Regions from separate parts of the Oryctolagus cuniculus genome. Here region 2 is linked to region 1. Evidence: chromatin contacts called from public Micro-C data. All regions are on one chromosome and are shown on one strand. The core of a region is the stretch at or near the end of the contact, and the rest is flanking DNA. Distances in the headings are between cores, read along the strand shown. Region 1 has its middle 70 kb from the start of ARHGAP29. Region 2 has its middle 12 kb from the start of ABCA4.

The links. A called contact is a pair of places that touch in the nucleus more often than the background predicts.
Region 2: a Micro-C map of ear pinna shows a contact between it and region 1, with 4 times the contacts expected there. The contact joins two enhancer-like sites. A contact is called at or near these places in 2 of 6 Hi-C or Micro-C datasets (ear pinna and an unstated tissue).

Annotation. Positions count from the first base shown.
Region 1 is chr7:76,343,524-76,350,882 of mOryCun1.1, reverse strand. No RefSeq gene overlaps it. Among named protein-coding and RNA genes, the nearest start is that of ARHGAP29, 70 kb to the left of the region's middle. Within about 2 kb of position 3,747, at least 4 of the 8 cell types and tissues checked have an H3K27ac peak or open chromatin away from gene starts, as enhancers often do. A contact at or near this core is called in ear pinna, where this site is marked.
Region 2 is chr7:76,525,850-76,533,208 of mOryCun1.1, reverse strand. No RefSeq gene overlaps it. Among named protein-coding and RNA genes, the nearest start is that of ABCA4, 12 kb to the left of the region's middle. Within about 2 kb of position 2,493, at least 1 of the 8 cell types and tissues checked has an H3K27ac peak or open chromatin away from gene starts, as enhancers often do. A contact at or near this core is called in ear pinna, where this site is marked.

The DNA.
Region 1 (7,359 bases), core at 2,498-4,997:
CTCTTTCAAATAAATAAAATAAATCTTTATAAAAAAATCCTTAAATTTTTCCCCATATTACCCCCATGTTTGGGGAGTATCTCCTGACGGGGTTGAAGGCATACTATCCTAAATCATGGCACCTTGGCATTTGAGGAATCTGCAGAAACAGGAGGCTCCCACCTTGCTCCTTGCCCTTCTTCACTGGAGCAAATCTTACAGCCCTCATTCCAGCAGTGCCCACGGCACCCTTGAGGACAGGAAAGTCCTGTCTCTGCAGACACAGGCACACAGAGAAAAATCGGAGCAAACAGGCTCCCCACCCCAGCTTCTCACCCCTACATCAGATCCCGTTTGTGCCTCATGCTTCCCCATCACCATCCACTTATTCATCAAACTTAGCTTGAAAATATCCAAGTTTCTCTGTTTCTTGGGGTCTTCATTACCAAAAGCCACCATGTCATGGAAAACTCTTACTAAGTAAAGGTGGATGTTTTTCTCCTATAAGTCTGTCTTACATTGTCAGTGCCTCAGCCATTAACATAGCAATGGGTAAGAAATTTTTCCTCCCCTACACTGCAGTTTATTCTCTTTTTAAAAACAGATTTATGGCCGGCGCTGCGGCTCAATAGGCTAATCCTCCACCTGCGACGCCAGTACACCGGGTTCGAGTCCGGGTTGGGGCACCGGATTCTGTCCTGGTTGCTCCTCTTCCAGTCCAGCTCTCTGCTGTGGCCCAGGAAGGCAGTGGAGGATGGCCCAAGTGCTTGGGCCCTGCACCCGCATGGGAGACCAGGAGAAGCACCTGGCTCCTGCCTTCGGATCAGCGCGGTGCGCTGGCCGCAGCAGCCATTGAAGGGTGAACCAACGGAAAAGGAAAACCTTTCTCCCCGTTTCTCTCTCTCACTGTCCACTCTGCCTGTTAAAAAAAAAAAAAAAGATTTATTTATTTATTTGTTCATTTGAACAGCAGAGTGGCACGGTGGGCAGGGGAGGCAGGGAATGAAAGACAGAGAGTGATCTTCCATCTGCAGGTTCCTCTCCATATGGCTGCAACAGCAGGGGTTGGACCACGTTGAAGCCGGGAGCCAGGACCTCCATCCTGGTCTCCCACATGAGTGGTAGGAACCCAAGTACTTGAGCCGTTTTCTGCTGTTTCCCAGGCCCATTAGTGGGGAGCTGCCTCGGAAGTGGAGTAGCCCAGATTAGAACCAGTGCTCCTAAATGGGATGCTGTTGTCCCAAGAGATGGTGCCACTGGCTACACCACAGTGCCTGCCCCCAGAGGATATTGTTATTGCTATGTGCTCAGAAAATGTCATAAAAATGATTTATTAATGCAATGCATCCTCTTTTCAACAAGCTTCTTAGGTGACTATCAAAATCATGCAATATAATAAATAAAAGTGCACAAAATAGAAGAAACAAAGCAAAGAGACAAGGATGGGGTGGTGAAGTGAAGCCAGAAGCAAAGCCACCACACAGAATTGCCAACCCTATGAACTCAAGCTAAAGAGGAACCACAAATTTGGCTCTGAGCCGTGAGGAAGCAGACTGGCGATAGGATCCACAGGTTTTACAGATGCGTTTCAGGGGCTCAGGAGCCTCAAGACCTGAACAAAGTTTCTCCCGCGCCTTCTCCAAAAGGACACTGAGGTCGTGCGTGCCGCTGGGAGCCAGTGAGTTCCCACCAGCTGCTGCTTACGGTGTCGCTCAGGCAGCCTTCATTCAGTCAAGTGTCAGAGTGAGGTCCTGGACAAAGGGACACAGTTCAGATGTGAGGCTCTTCAGTGACCAGATTTGATCCAGGGCTAAAGCTCAAGTCTGCGGGAGAAAGATGGACCGCATCCTCCCCAACTGTTCTTTCCTCCAGTCAAGCTTCCGCGAGATCTGAGATACATCACGCGGCAGACACCCGCCGTGTCCTGACTCTGTTTTCCTGATTCGTTGCGTAGCTCCACCTAGGAGCCTGGGCATCCTCTTGTGAAAACAAAGGTTCCCAGTCCGGGCTGGCAACTGCTAGGAGCAACCTCTACCAAGAGGCAGAGGCAGGGGTATGCACGGGCAGGGGCCAGAGTTCCTTCAGAAAAGCAACAAAACAACAACAGCAGCAACAACAAAACAGCCCCTCTGTGCTCTAGCAGGACAATAAATGGAGAGCCCAGCTCCCGCGGAGCACGGCCAAGGTGTGCAACACAAATAAGCCTCCCAGAAACTCTTACTTCCCAGTCCAGGATGAATTCACACCTCTCTTCTCCTGTTGGGTTGTTTCCATGACATATCTCCCCACCCACTAGAGTAGAGAGTGGAGCATTGACTTAAAAAATGAAATTAACCTGCAGAGAAAAAGTCATTTTTGGATTAATGACCAGGCTGTTGGCTGAGTGTTTGATTTGGCTCCTTCCCCATCCAGTCCCAGGCAGGTCACTCCACAGAGCTTTCTCCAACTACAGCATGATTTTGTTTTTTAGAAAATATGTACACTTGGTAAGGAGTCCAGGTGAGTTAGACTTCGGGTATGCATTATTCAGAGAGCGAAAGTATTTTCGGCACTGCTTGAAGTGTTTGTACCTACCTGACAATGCATGAAGCACTCAACACAGTAATCTTACTGTTTTGGCTGTTGTTTTTACCATTACTCATGCTGGATGACTGCGGGGGAGGAAAAAAAAACTTAATGATGATCTTGTGTGTGTGAATTATTTTTAGGTTTTCGGTCTGGGATGAACGCGCCGAACAATCTGTCATGTGGGTACAAATATTTTCATAGACACGAATCCAAATACCACAAAACCGCCACCACGGCTCAGGTTCCACAGGTCTTTTTCTCGGGCAGACGTTTTATTAAATGTGAATATCCTTAAACTATGAGAACCTCCACAAGACCTTGAGAAGAAAACACACAGACCCCTACAAAAATTAAAAAGATGGTCAGGAGAACTCCCCCGGGGAGCTAATTTCTAGGGAGAAAGAAAGAACTTTGTGTTTTTGGATTTTGTTGCCATCCTAAGCAGTATACAAAAGGAATCAAAGTGACAAGTTGGGTCCCAGCCCTGCTGTAGCACGGCTGGTGGCTGATAAGGCGCCCCGGAGCCCGGTGGGAGTCAAGTTTCAGCCCTGTCAGGTGTAATCAGAACCCAGGTCCTAAAACAAAGGCCTGTACTCTGCTTCCTTAGCCCAAGAATCACTTCTGCACGGCTGAAATGAAACAGCTTGGCAGCCTAGAGCTAGTGTGATTGTGTCATCTTCCCTCCCTTCACATTCCCCAATTAATGGTATTTTTTTTTTTTTGTAAGCATGGTTGGTGATTGTAGAAAATTCAGGAGAATTTCCCTTGCTGGGTTTTCTCCAGAAGATCAAAATGAGGGTTACGTGAAGCCAAATGCTGCTTGGGCGTCAGGGTGATGAGGGGGACAGAGGACAAGTCCTGGCCGCTTCCCCCAACGGCGCTGCTGGGACCGTTCCCGGCCCAGGGCGGCGGGCAGCGTGCACACGGGCCCTGGGTGACAGTGGCCTCCAGTGGGCGGGCTTGCACGCAGCTGCCTCAGAGGAATGGACTGGAGCGATGGGCAGGCTCGGGCCAGCGCGGGAAGCCGGGCTCCGGGGTCACCGCGAGCCGGTGCGGAGCTGAAGCGCGCTCAGAAAGAGCCCCGGAGGTGCTGCCATAGGGAGAAGGTGGCAACTGGAGGAAATGACAACCCCGGAGTGTGGGAAGACGACAATTAGCCCAGGCAGAGGCGCAGGAAGGAATACAGAATGCATTACAATGGGAGGAACCGGGGCCGCGAGCTGAGCCGGCCGGGCCAGGGGCTCCCGGGGCGAGACGCTGCCTTAGGAATGCCGGCTTCTTAGAGCTTCTCGGAGCTTTTTTGTGTTGTTGCTGCGGCTCCTAATTTAACCCCTTCACACCTCGGAGGGGCGAATTCTAAGGCCGACGTTTCTATTTGTGCAGCTTAGAGGTTGTCCCGTGAATATTAGCAATTCCAGACAAGAATGCCTGCACAGTTAGAAAAACTCATCTTCCCTCCGCGCCCCACCCCCAACCCCGTGCCCACAAAATGATGAGAGTTTAAGCTTGGATTGCGAAGCAAAATGTTTCCACTGGAGACATTAGAAGAAATACTCAAGGCGGTATTGATGAGCAAGTGTAGGTGATTTGACACCATGAGCAAAGTATTCATGCAAAGGCAATGACTTTCTAAGAGGAAAACATGTACATGTTTAAAGACCATTTCAATGACTACCAAGATTACCTAGCAGGGCAAAGCGTTCGATACCCAGGAGTGGATTGAAGTGTGATTGTTTTGTGAAAATAAGAACTTATTTTTCAAATCGATGTGTTTATCACACATGAATATCAGCACGAGGGACAAAGCTTTTCAGTGAGCCCCAAATGAACTTGTTTGTTTTTCACTTTCATCCTGAAAGTCAATTGGCAGAGAAAGGAAGCCGGGCCTTAATCACCCACGATGCTAAAAGCTTGGAGAGAAAGGAAGGAAAGGCAGTGCTGCAGCTGAGAGTGGGGGCGGGGGCAGCGAGGGGATGCTAAACAGGATTAGAAGAACCAGATACCATTACAAAGGACTGGTGGCCCGGGCAAAGTGGATAATAAAGCAAATTAAAGATTCTTAAAAGTCCCCTGTGTCCAGGAAATGAATCCACTGCTCAGACGAATAAGCGAAGCGGCATCACGTGGAAGAGAATGACTAAATAGCCACGGGAGAGACACAAGGCTCCCAACTCTGGAAGACAGACCACAAGAAAGAAGGAAGAGGGAGGAGGTTCTGAGACAGCACCGAGAGGGTGTAAAAGTGCACTGAGAAGCCTCTAGAGCATAGTGCAAGAAGCAGGGCCTGGAAAAAGCCACAGCAATAAAAGATTCCCTAATTACTTTCAAGTGACTGCAGGTGAGGGAGCAGGTTCAGGGACTTGAAGAATTAAACTACGTTTTATTTTCATTTATTTTAGTTTGATGTTTTGGTCTTGCCCTCTTGAGGCCAATAAACATGTATCAGAAATAGAAACAATGTCAGCAGAGTGATAAATGAAAGGCAATTAGGAATTCCCCTCCAATAAATCCAGAGGATTCCAGAAGAGACAACCCCCGAGTGGGAAGAGAGGGCTGCAGAGGTTAGCGAGGCCCCTGGGAGATGCCAGGCGGAAGTCAGAGCCCAGGAAATCCAGTACCTTTCAGGCAGTGAGCCGCGCCCCAGGCGGAAGCTTGCTAGGCTTTCCCTTGGAACTCAGGAGCAATTGCCATGTTTAAAATGTTTGCATTTATTTTTAATTATTTGAAAGGGAGATAGAAAGAGAGAGAGAAAGAGAGAGACTCTGTCTGTTGGTTCACTCTCCAAATGCCTGCAACAATCAGAGCTGGGCTAGGCCAGCGTCAAGAGTCTGGAAGTCAACTTTCATCTCTCAAGTGTACTTCGGGGACGCAAGCACCTGGGCCATCACCTGCTGCCTCCCAGAGGTGCACATTAACAGGAAGCTGGATTTGGAAGCAGAGCTTGGACTCAAACGCAGACACTCGGATAAGGGCACTCCCAGCAGCATCTTAACCACTCTGCCACACGCCCACTCCCAGACGTTTAAAGTACATACTGGTATACAGCAACGAGGGTAAAATTACCAAATACCTGGGAGTTCCACAAACAAGCAAAGCAGCCTCTTGATTAAAATCCTAATAGAGGATTTCTACATTTTGTTCACCACACTAAGACTAATAAGGAAGCATTTGTCAGCATTGCCAACATATTCTGCGAAAAGGAATTAACATCTGGGGAGAAAGTGATTGATGAACTGGGCGAGATTAACCCAACATCCTCAAGGAGCTGACTCAGGGCACACACACAGATGCTTGGGCATCTGTGACAGGAGGACCAGAGGCTCTTCCCCACAGTCGCTGTATGGTGCTTGCTGATCCAAAGAATCCCCATCTCAGATTTATTCAAAATGAGAAGTCATCACCAAGAGGGCACCCAAGAAGCAGTCTTGGGGAGCTGATGGAATGAATCATTCGCTGGGCAATAGGGTGATTCCGATCCAGGGACAGCCTCTGAGGAGGCCCAGAGCCAGGAGGGGGAGTCAGACTGAGGAATCGTGAGCAGGGCTCATGGGCACTCTTGGTAGGAGGCATCAGGAAAGGCAGGTGTTTTAGGAGGGTAGGTTTTTTTTTTTTAATATTTATTTTATTTATTTGAAAGAATTACAGAGAGAGAGGCAGAGAATGAGTGAGCTAGAGAGGCTTTCCATCCACTGGTTCACCCTCCAAATGGATGCAATGGCCAAAGCTGAGCCGATCCAAAGCCAGGAGGCAGAAGCCAGATCTCCCACATGGGTACAGAGGCCGAGGCACTTGGGCCATCCTCCGCTGCTTTCTCAGGCGCATTAGCAGGGAGCCGGATTGGAAATGGAGCAGCAGGGATTCGAACCGGCTCCCATGTGGGATGCCCGTGCTGTAGGCTAGAGCTTTAACTCGCTGCACCACAGTGCCAGCCCCAAGAAGGGGTGGTTTGGCTCAGGGGCTTTGGAGTGAGACAATGTGGGTTTGAAGCCCAGCTCCATGGTAGTGTGATCTTTTTGTTTGTTTATTAATAACCTTTGTGTGCTTTGGTTTCTTCATCTCAAACTCAACATTTTAATAAACCCACTTTAAGGAGTGTCCTAAGAGTGATGTGAAATAATGGCTGTAGATACACAAACTTTCAGAAAAGATTCCAATATCAGCTGTTGCCATGAATGAACTGGAGAAGTCTCAGGATGAGAATACCCACCTTCCTAAATTGCTCCAGGCTCCTCTCCAGCTGGTTTTACCTTGCCTTTCCAAGCCTGTTACATTCTCTGAGGACCCCAGCCCTCGGCCCTCTCACTCTAAAAGAGGATGAGATGGCCATGTCACCCGCAATTACCCCTGCCTCCACTCAGAACATGCTTCCTTTCTCTCTCCATCTTCCAGCTGTTGGTTCTCCCCCTGAAGGCCTTCAACAGCTGGGACTGGGGCAGGCCAAAGCCAGAAGCCTGGAACTCAATCCAGGTCTTCCACGTGGCTGGGACCCAAATACTTGAGCCATCGTTTGGTGCCTCCCCAGTGCGTGCCTGGGCAGGAAGCTGGAATTGGGCACCAAGTGGCCATTTGTGCTTGGGCTGCCCTCCTTCCGGTGTCTGAGGATACAGCACCCACTCGTTTCCCAGGCTGAGCCCGATCGTGCACTGTGGTTTCAACAGTCCTCAAGCCTGCAGCAGGAGACATCTCATTAGTAAGGTCCTTCCTCCCTCCCAGGCACAGTGACTCCTCCACCTGCTTCTTCTCCTCAGCCTCCAGTCATGCTCAGGCCTCCTTTGGGTCCCTCTGATGTGCACAGCCATCACTGCCCATTCC
Region 2 (7,359 bases), core at 1,244-3,743, 180 kb before region 1:
TCTCTCTCTGTCTATAACTCTACCCGCCAAAGGAAGGGAGAGAGGGAAGGAAGGCAAAGAGCCCGGTGCAGGATGCAGAGAGGTGACAGGAAGCGTGTGGGAGAGGGGTACTCTGGGAGCTGCATAGAGATGTTTCGAGAAGGGGGAGTTATTCTGTAGTACCGAGAGACTCTGGAAAGCTCAAGGAGGGTGAAGGCTGAAAGTTGCCCTCGGAGCTTTAATGGAAGGCAGCAATCAGAGAGCGGAGGGCAAGAGTGAGACACAGAGAGCATGGCTGCTCTTTCAAGTAGCTCGAAAGGGAGCAAGGGAGACAGAGCTCCAGGGAACAAGGGGTCATGGAGGTCTTCATTTCCTTTAAGACAGAAAAGACTTGGCCAGGCCAGTGTGTGGGAAAGAAACCCTTGAAGGAGAGCAGCAAGGTTCCTGGGAGATGATTGATGAGTCCCCCCCCCCCCCAGGGTGGGGGGAATTAGCCTCAGGCAGGGGAAGGGGCACCTTGCATTCCACACACTTGGTGGGGGGGAGGGGATGGAGAGGCCAGGAAGGCGCAGGTGCACACTGACGCAGGGAGCAGTGGCCAGCAGTGGCTCGGGTCTCAGCCGTGGTCTGGGAAGTCAATGAGGGCACTGAGTGAGATGACATGAAAATATGTCATGAATTATGAATCAGCAACAATGTGGAGATTTACTGTCTCATCGTCCCTTTGCCTGCCTTTGGTCTTTTTCTTCAAGCAATGCTCATGCTTATTCAGTCATTTATAATGGAGAATAATGGGTGCACAGTGTGTAGAGATCTTAGGGGGCAAATTATTCATCGACCACCCACCCTCTCCCCCCTCCCCGGACACACACACATTCACTGTTACATTCATCTAATTTGTTGAAAAATTACAGGTGAGGAGTTGTTCAGTTCAGCTTCCCCACTGAACCCAATCACCAGGGCCAGCCGACAAAATGTGTGTTAGAGATTCTTTCCCCAGATACACTTGCTTCTGGTCCAGGAGAGCCGGACCTGCTCAGAGGCCCATTGGTTGCTGGGCAGGTGAGGGGGGGCTTGGGGTCGCGTCCTCCACCAGATCCTGTGGGTTTCCTTGTGCTCCTCTCTCTCTCGCTGGTGTTGCTCTTTTTCCCTCATCTGCGTACTCCACCCAACCCCCTGTCAAAGGCAGATCAGTTTGGGGATATGATAGATATGGAAATTAGAGACCTAGAAATGCTGGATGTCAGGAGGTGGTGGAGGCCACACGACTCTGCCTGCAGAATAAGGCTCAATCACGCTGCTAACAAAAAGGAGGAGGCAGGTCCCTCTTCCAGGTGCACTGGATACACTCACTTCCAAAGCTGTCTAGTTGTGCTGACTTGATGTTCAGAAAACCCCTGGAGTCCAGGGATTTTACATATCCTGGGCATTAGGCACAAAAAGCGGTACTTGCCAGATAAGGGTTTTAGGAGATGCCAGGGAGTGTTTCATAGCAGGCTTATCACGGGAGCCTCGGTGAGGGTAAGCAGAGACTGACAAAACCTGGGGAACCTCAACCCCAGGCCAGGCCCTCCATTCCTGACTCTCAGGGCATCCCGGGCTCGGCTGTGCTTGTGTATCAGGAGCCAGGCATTCCAAGAGGTGCTGGCTAGAAGCAAGTCACACAGCCAAGTCACAAATTTTAGCAGATAGAAAGGATAGTCTGATGTGCAAAATAATTGTTGAGAATCGGGGACCCGGTCTAGCTGAGAACAAGCTCTCTGCAGTGACTGATTTTGTGTGAATGAGATAAATAATAGTAGTGATTAGGGTTTTTGTGTGGAAGCTGCATGCTGACCTGCAAGGGAGCCTCTGCCCTGGGAAATCTGTGATCAGGAGATTGGACATGAACTCATCACAGACCCAGGACTTGCAAAACTTTCAACAGCAGGTGCAAAGTTTGCCTTCTGGGGCAACCTCACAGCAAATCCACATACAGGATCAGGAGCTCTCCTCCAATGTACCCACTAAATGGTAAAACCAAACAATGGCCAAAAGTGGTGCCAGTTTTTCAGCTACTGTTTGACCTTGAGCATGGAAAAAACAAGGAGAATGGAAACTACTTAGGCAGCAGTTTGTGGGGAGCTGGAAGTGGCGTGGGAAACTATTTCACATGGTTCTTGCCTACTCAGCCTGACTAAGAGAGCTTGTGGTTTGTTGTCAGATTCCTTCAGCTGGATGTGTCAAAGGGAGAAATACCTCTCTTGAGTGAGAGGAGGCTCGCTCTCCTAACAGCTCCATAGCAATGACTCATATCATTGCCAGTCCTGGGTTTCCTCCTCTCCTCATAGGATTGGGAGCTGGGAAGTGGGACAGAGAAAAGGCCCATAAGCTGAGCTACAAATTGTGTGAGCATTGCATGAGCATTTTTGCTAACAAACACACTCAAAATCACCACGGTAGCAGTGAAGTCCAAGCAGACACCACAGCAACCAGCCCAGTAGCACTCATGAATGGCTTGCAAGTAGTTTCTGTCCCTATAGGTTTAGGAAATGTTTGAGAGAGAGACAGAGATAGAGACAGAGAGACAGAGAATGATCTTCCATCCACTAGTTCATCCCCCATCTGCCCCCGTAACAACCAGGGCTGACTCAAGCTGAAGCCAGGAGCCCAGAACTCGATCCGAGTCTCCCATGTGAGTGGCAGGGGCCCAAGCACTTCCCATGCTGTGCATTAGCAGGAAGCTGGAACAGCGAGCAGAGCTGGGACTTGAACCCAGGCACCTGGATAGGGGATGCGGACGTCCCATGTGTTGGCTTAACCACCGTACCCAACACCTGCGTTTATCAAATTCTGAGATTCCTTTACTTCTTTATGGGGCTAAATTAGTTTAGAAGTACTAGTCCTTGAGCTCAATCAATGAGGATCTGGATGCGTGAACTATAGTGTTCTGTGGAATGTCACGGTCCTTGGAACCAGATAAGACTGGGTTCAGAGCTGAAGTTTCTCATTTTTCTAAGTGATTGCTGGTGACCCTTTAAACCTCTCCAAGTTTTAAAAATCAGCTTGTTGCTGGGGCTGGCACCATGGCGCAGTAGGTTAATCCTCTACCTGCGTCGCTGGCATCCCATATGGACGCTGGTTCTAGTCCCGGCTACCCCTCTTCCAATCCGACTCTCTGCTATGAGCTGGGGAAGCAGTAGAAGATGGCCCAAGTCCTTGGGGCCCTGCACCCGCATGGGAGACCGGGAAGAAGCACCTGGCTCTTGGCTTTGGATCGGAGCAGCTCTGGCCGTGGCGGCCATCTGGGGATTGAACCAGCAGATGGAAGACCTCTCTGTCTCTGTCTCTCCCTCTCACTGTCTGTAACTCTAACTCTCAAATAAATAAATAAATAAAATCTTAAAAAAACCATCAGCTTGTTGCTATCAAAATGATGAGGGAAAATGTCTGCATTAAATGGGCACTTCTGGAGGAGCTCTTCAAGAAAATACAGGAAGTGATGTGTCCTTATTTTCTCTCCACTGCTGTTTAAGTTGTTGGATTACATTTGGACGAAGATTGGACGTGAGTTGTGGCAGTTCCTTAACGTAGAGGGCAACACTGCTGTTTTCGGAGGCCTGATCAAGTCAACATCGATTTCTCAAGAAGGCCTCGAGATGCCGTGTTAAGTGAAAGCTCTGTCATCAAAGACAAAACAAACCTCGCAGGGAAGTGGTTATCACTGGCTTTGAGCCTTGAGCAGCCAACTTGCCGCTGGAGAATGACAAACACGCAGGGCTGAGCTGAGGAATCCATCCCGCCGGGGCTGTTCCAAACTCTCCCCAGAGCGCCCGGCTTTCCCTCTGAAAGATGTCGGATCCAGGCGTTTAAGACACCAACAGTAAATTCTCACTTTTCAAAGTACAGCGGGCCCTCCGTATCCCTGGGTTCACATCTGCACTGAACGTGTGCACACAATGTGCATTTTCAAGTTTGCAGAAAAATGGAGTTCAAGGATAAGCTTATTTTGGTTATAAAAACGCTGAATTCCATGCATAGTTTTTTTCATAATTCATGTTTTCCATGAGCTCTTTGGAGTTTGTAACAACTATTTATATTGTATTAGGTATGACAGGTACTCTAGAGAAGTTTTGAAGTATACAGGAGGATGTGTAGGTTATATGCAAATACCACACCATTTTATTTTTTGTATCATTTTAATTAATGTATTTGAAAGGCAAAATGACAGAGAGAGAAGGACACACACACACACACACACTCACAAAGAAAGAGAGTGAGAGAGAGAGAGGTCTTCTATCTTGTAGTTCATTCCCTAAATGGCTTCAATGGCAGAGGCTGGGCCAGGCTGAAGCCGGTAGCCTGGAACTCCATCCAGGTCTCCCATGTGAGTGTAGGGGCCCAAACACTTGGACCATCTTCTGCTGTCTTCCCAGGCACATTAGCAGGGAACTGGATCAGAAGTGGGGCAGCTGGGAGTAGAACCAACAAACATAAGAGATGCCAGCATCACAGGTGGGGGCTGAACCCACTGCAGCACAATGCTGGCCCCTACATACTGTCCCATTTTATATAAGATAATCAAGCAGTCACACAGATCCTGGTACTGGGTCGTGGTCCCAGAACCAGTTTCCCGTGGACACCGAGGGAGGACTCTAGGGACTCATGCCCTGTGTAGAAGGTGCAGCCCATTTGGATCTTCTACAAAATACAGGATGGAAAAGCGTGTGTCTTAGGGAAGGGCTAAAACAACCCTTTGGCTCAAATGGCCATTCCTGTGGGGCTGGTGCATTGAACCAGTGGGGAGGGGTACGGGGTGATCACAGGGGACAATGTCAACAGACCCCTTGACCAATATTACTGTTGTTGAAGACGCGAGGAGATCAAAAGAGATTATTAAGAGAGCCTGGCAAACTCCTCTGAGATAAGTCTTTGTTGTCAAACACACCAAACTTTTGTCAGTATCTCCTAAGATTGTTTGCCTGCTACTTCTACTGTGTTGACCGTATTCATGGAACATGTACACTTCGCTTATTGGATTGATTTTAGTGTTTCTGTGCTTAGCTGAATCCTAGGCAATAATCTGGGATAGTGCAGGTTTCTTCTATTTTTTCTAGAATACTTCAGAGCACAGAACTACTAAAATACATGTTCCTGTACCGCTTACAACCACCTTGTGCCCCAGCAGGCACAACCCACTCTGGGTAATCAAACATATCATGAAAGGAGTGGCTGTTACTAGCAGGGGGCTAACAGTGACTTCTCTTTTCTTAGGTCACCTATCAAACTTTCTCCCAGCCCCTGTCTGGTTGAAGAAACTCTTAATGAAGGCCTTCTTTGCTTTCATATCTAAAAATACACCCCTGGGCACCATCTCACTTGAACCTCACCGCTCACCGTAAGCTGGGCTGAGCAGACATGATGATCCCTACATGATTCCACAGGAAATTACTGCGAATTTTAAATTCCTGACCCAAAGACACACACTGTCCAGCAACGGGCCAGGAATCAGGATTTAAGCTCTCTGACTCCGAGTCAGTCACTTAACAGCACACTTCTTAGGGTGCTCTGTGTTGATGGGGCCAGGTGGGAGGTGTGTGTATGTGTGTGTGTGTGTGTGTGTTTGTGTGTGTGTGTCTGTGTTGCTGTGTCAGTTTCAAAGACAGGATCTTAAGTCAAGGCCAATGGTCAGAAGAAGACGGATTTCTTTTCCAGTTAGAGGAGTATGGCTCCATTCTCTTGAAGGGTTTGGTGGTTATGCACCTAAGCTGTACTGTCAGACACACCTGGGTTTGAAACTGTATTCCACTGCACACAAAGTGAGTGATCAAAATGTCCTTTTGGATCAGACTTGTCATCTGTGAAGCGGGGCATCATATATCTGCTATCAGAGTTCTGGCTGACAGTGGCTACATCACAGGGCTGTGATGAAATGAGAGTGCGTGGAAAGAAGGGCTGGGGGAAAAGAGCTCAGCCCCGCGCTCACTTGGTAGGAAATGTCTGTTGTGTGGACAGGCATGCAGCGCAGCAACGAAGACCCTGCTTTGGCTGCCACATCCCATATCAGAGTGCCTGGGTCCACATCCCAGCTCGGCTTCCTGCTAACGAGCACCCTGGTGGGCTGCGGGTGGTGGCTCAAGTAGTTGGGATCCTGCCACCCACAGGAGAGACGTGGACGGAATTCCTGGCTTCCGCTTTGGCCTGGTCCAGTCTTAACCACAGTGGTGATTTGAGGAGTGAATCAGCAGATGGGAGATTCTCTCTCTCCTTAGAAATTAGTCAAAACAAAACCAAGCAAACAAACAAAACTGCTGTTGATGCACTTGCCACGTAATGTCTTGAAATCAGCGACACAATCAGCCTCTTAAATCAGAGATCCATCCTCACACCCATGAAAACACGCCTGGGAGAACGGGTGTGTCCAGTCACACACCTGCTGTTTCTCCTCTCTCTTGCCTCATTTCTGACACTTTGCCCCTCTTCAAACCTTCACAGCAGCAAAGATTCTGGACAGTTCCGTAGGGGGCAAATATGCATCACCTCTGGGACACAGACTCCCCTGTGCTTCCCCACACCCTGCGGTGCAGGCCTGGTGCTCCTGTCACAGGGGAGGAAGCGCCCTCACCGACGGCTGGTGAGCTGCCAAGGCCACAGAGCGTGCAAATAGAAAGCGGGGCGGAAGCCCGGCCTTCCCGTTCCTTCCCGCCGCATACGTCTCGGACAAAGCCGGAAACAAGTACATGGTTGAATCCTCCTGATTTCTCTCTCCCCTTCCTGTACATAATGTCAGGAGCTGCTGTGAAAGTTCCCGGTGCATCGGGCAGGGGAGCAGCACCCGGTTCTCCACCCGCCACCCCAAACCACCATTGGTTGGTCATGGCTTGGTCCCTTTTATTCAAACGGGGAAACGGGGCAGCTGGAGTGGAGCATTTTCTACAAAGGAAAGCTGAGTCATTTGTTTGTCACTGATTTCTATTCTAACCTCCCTCGGTGCTGATGGATGGCAAAAAGCTCCCAGACCTTTGGATGACTCATGCAGACATGGGCAGCTTGTCTGCGGTTCCAATGCGGGTGCCAGCAGCACTGATTTCCTATTCCTCCCGGCTTCAGAAGCCGTCACAGTAGACCTTCGCTACCATGGTGAGCACCCAAAGGGCGAAAAACATGGCATTCATTGTACCACCTTCCATGCCTTTTTCCATTCTGAAGAGGGGGCTTCTCCCTGGGGCCCTGCAGGTCAATGTGTCTCCCAGCCCTATTTGCAAATGGTCCATGACTCCCTTCTGAGAGCGCTGCCCAGATTTCCCTCCCACTGCTCAGGTCAGGCAAAGACAAAACTGAGAGGAAGGGCAAGAGGCAGGAGAGCCGGAGGCAGGCAGAGGCGGGAGGCGCCGGCCACAG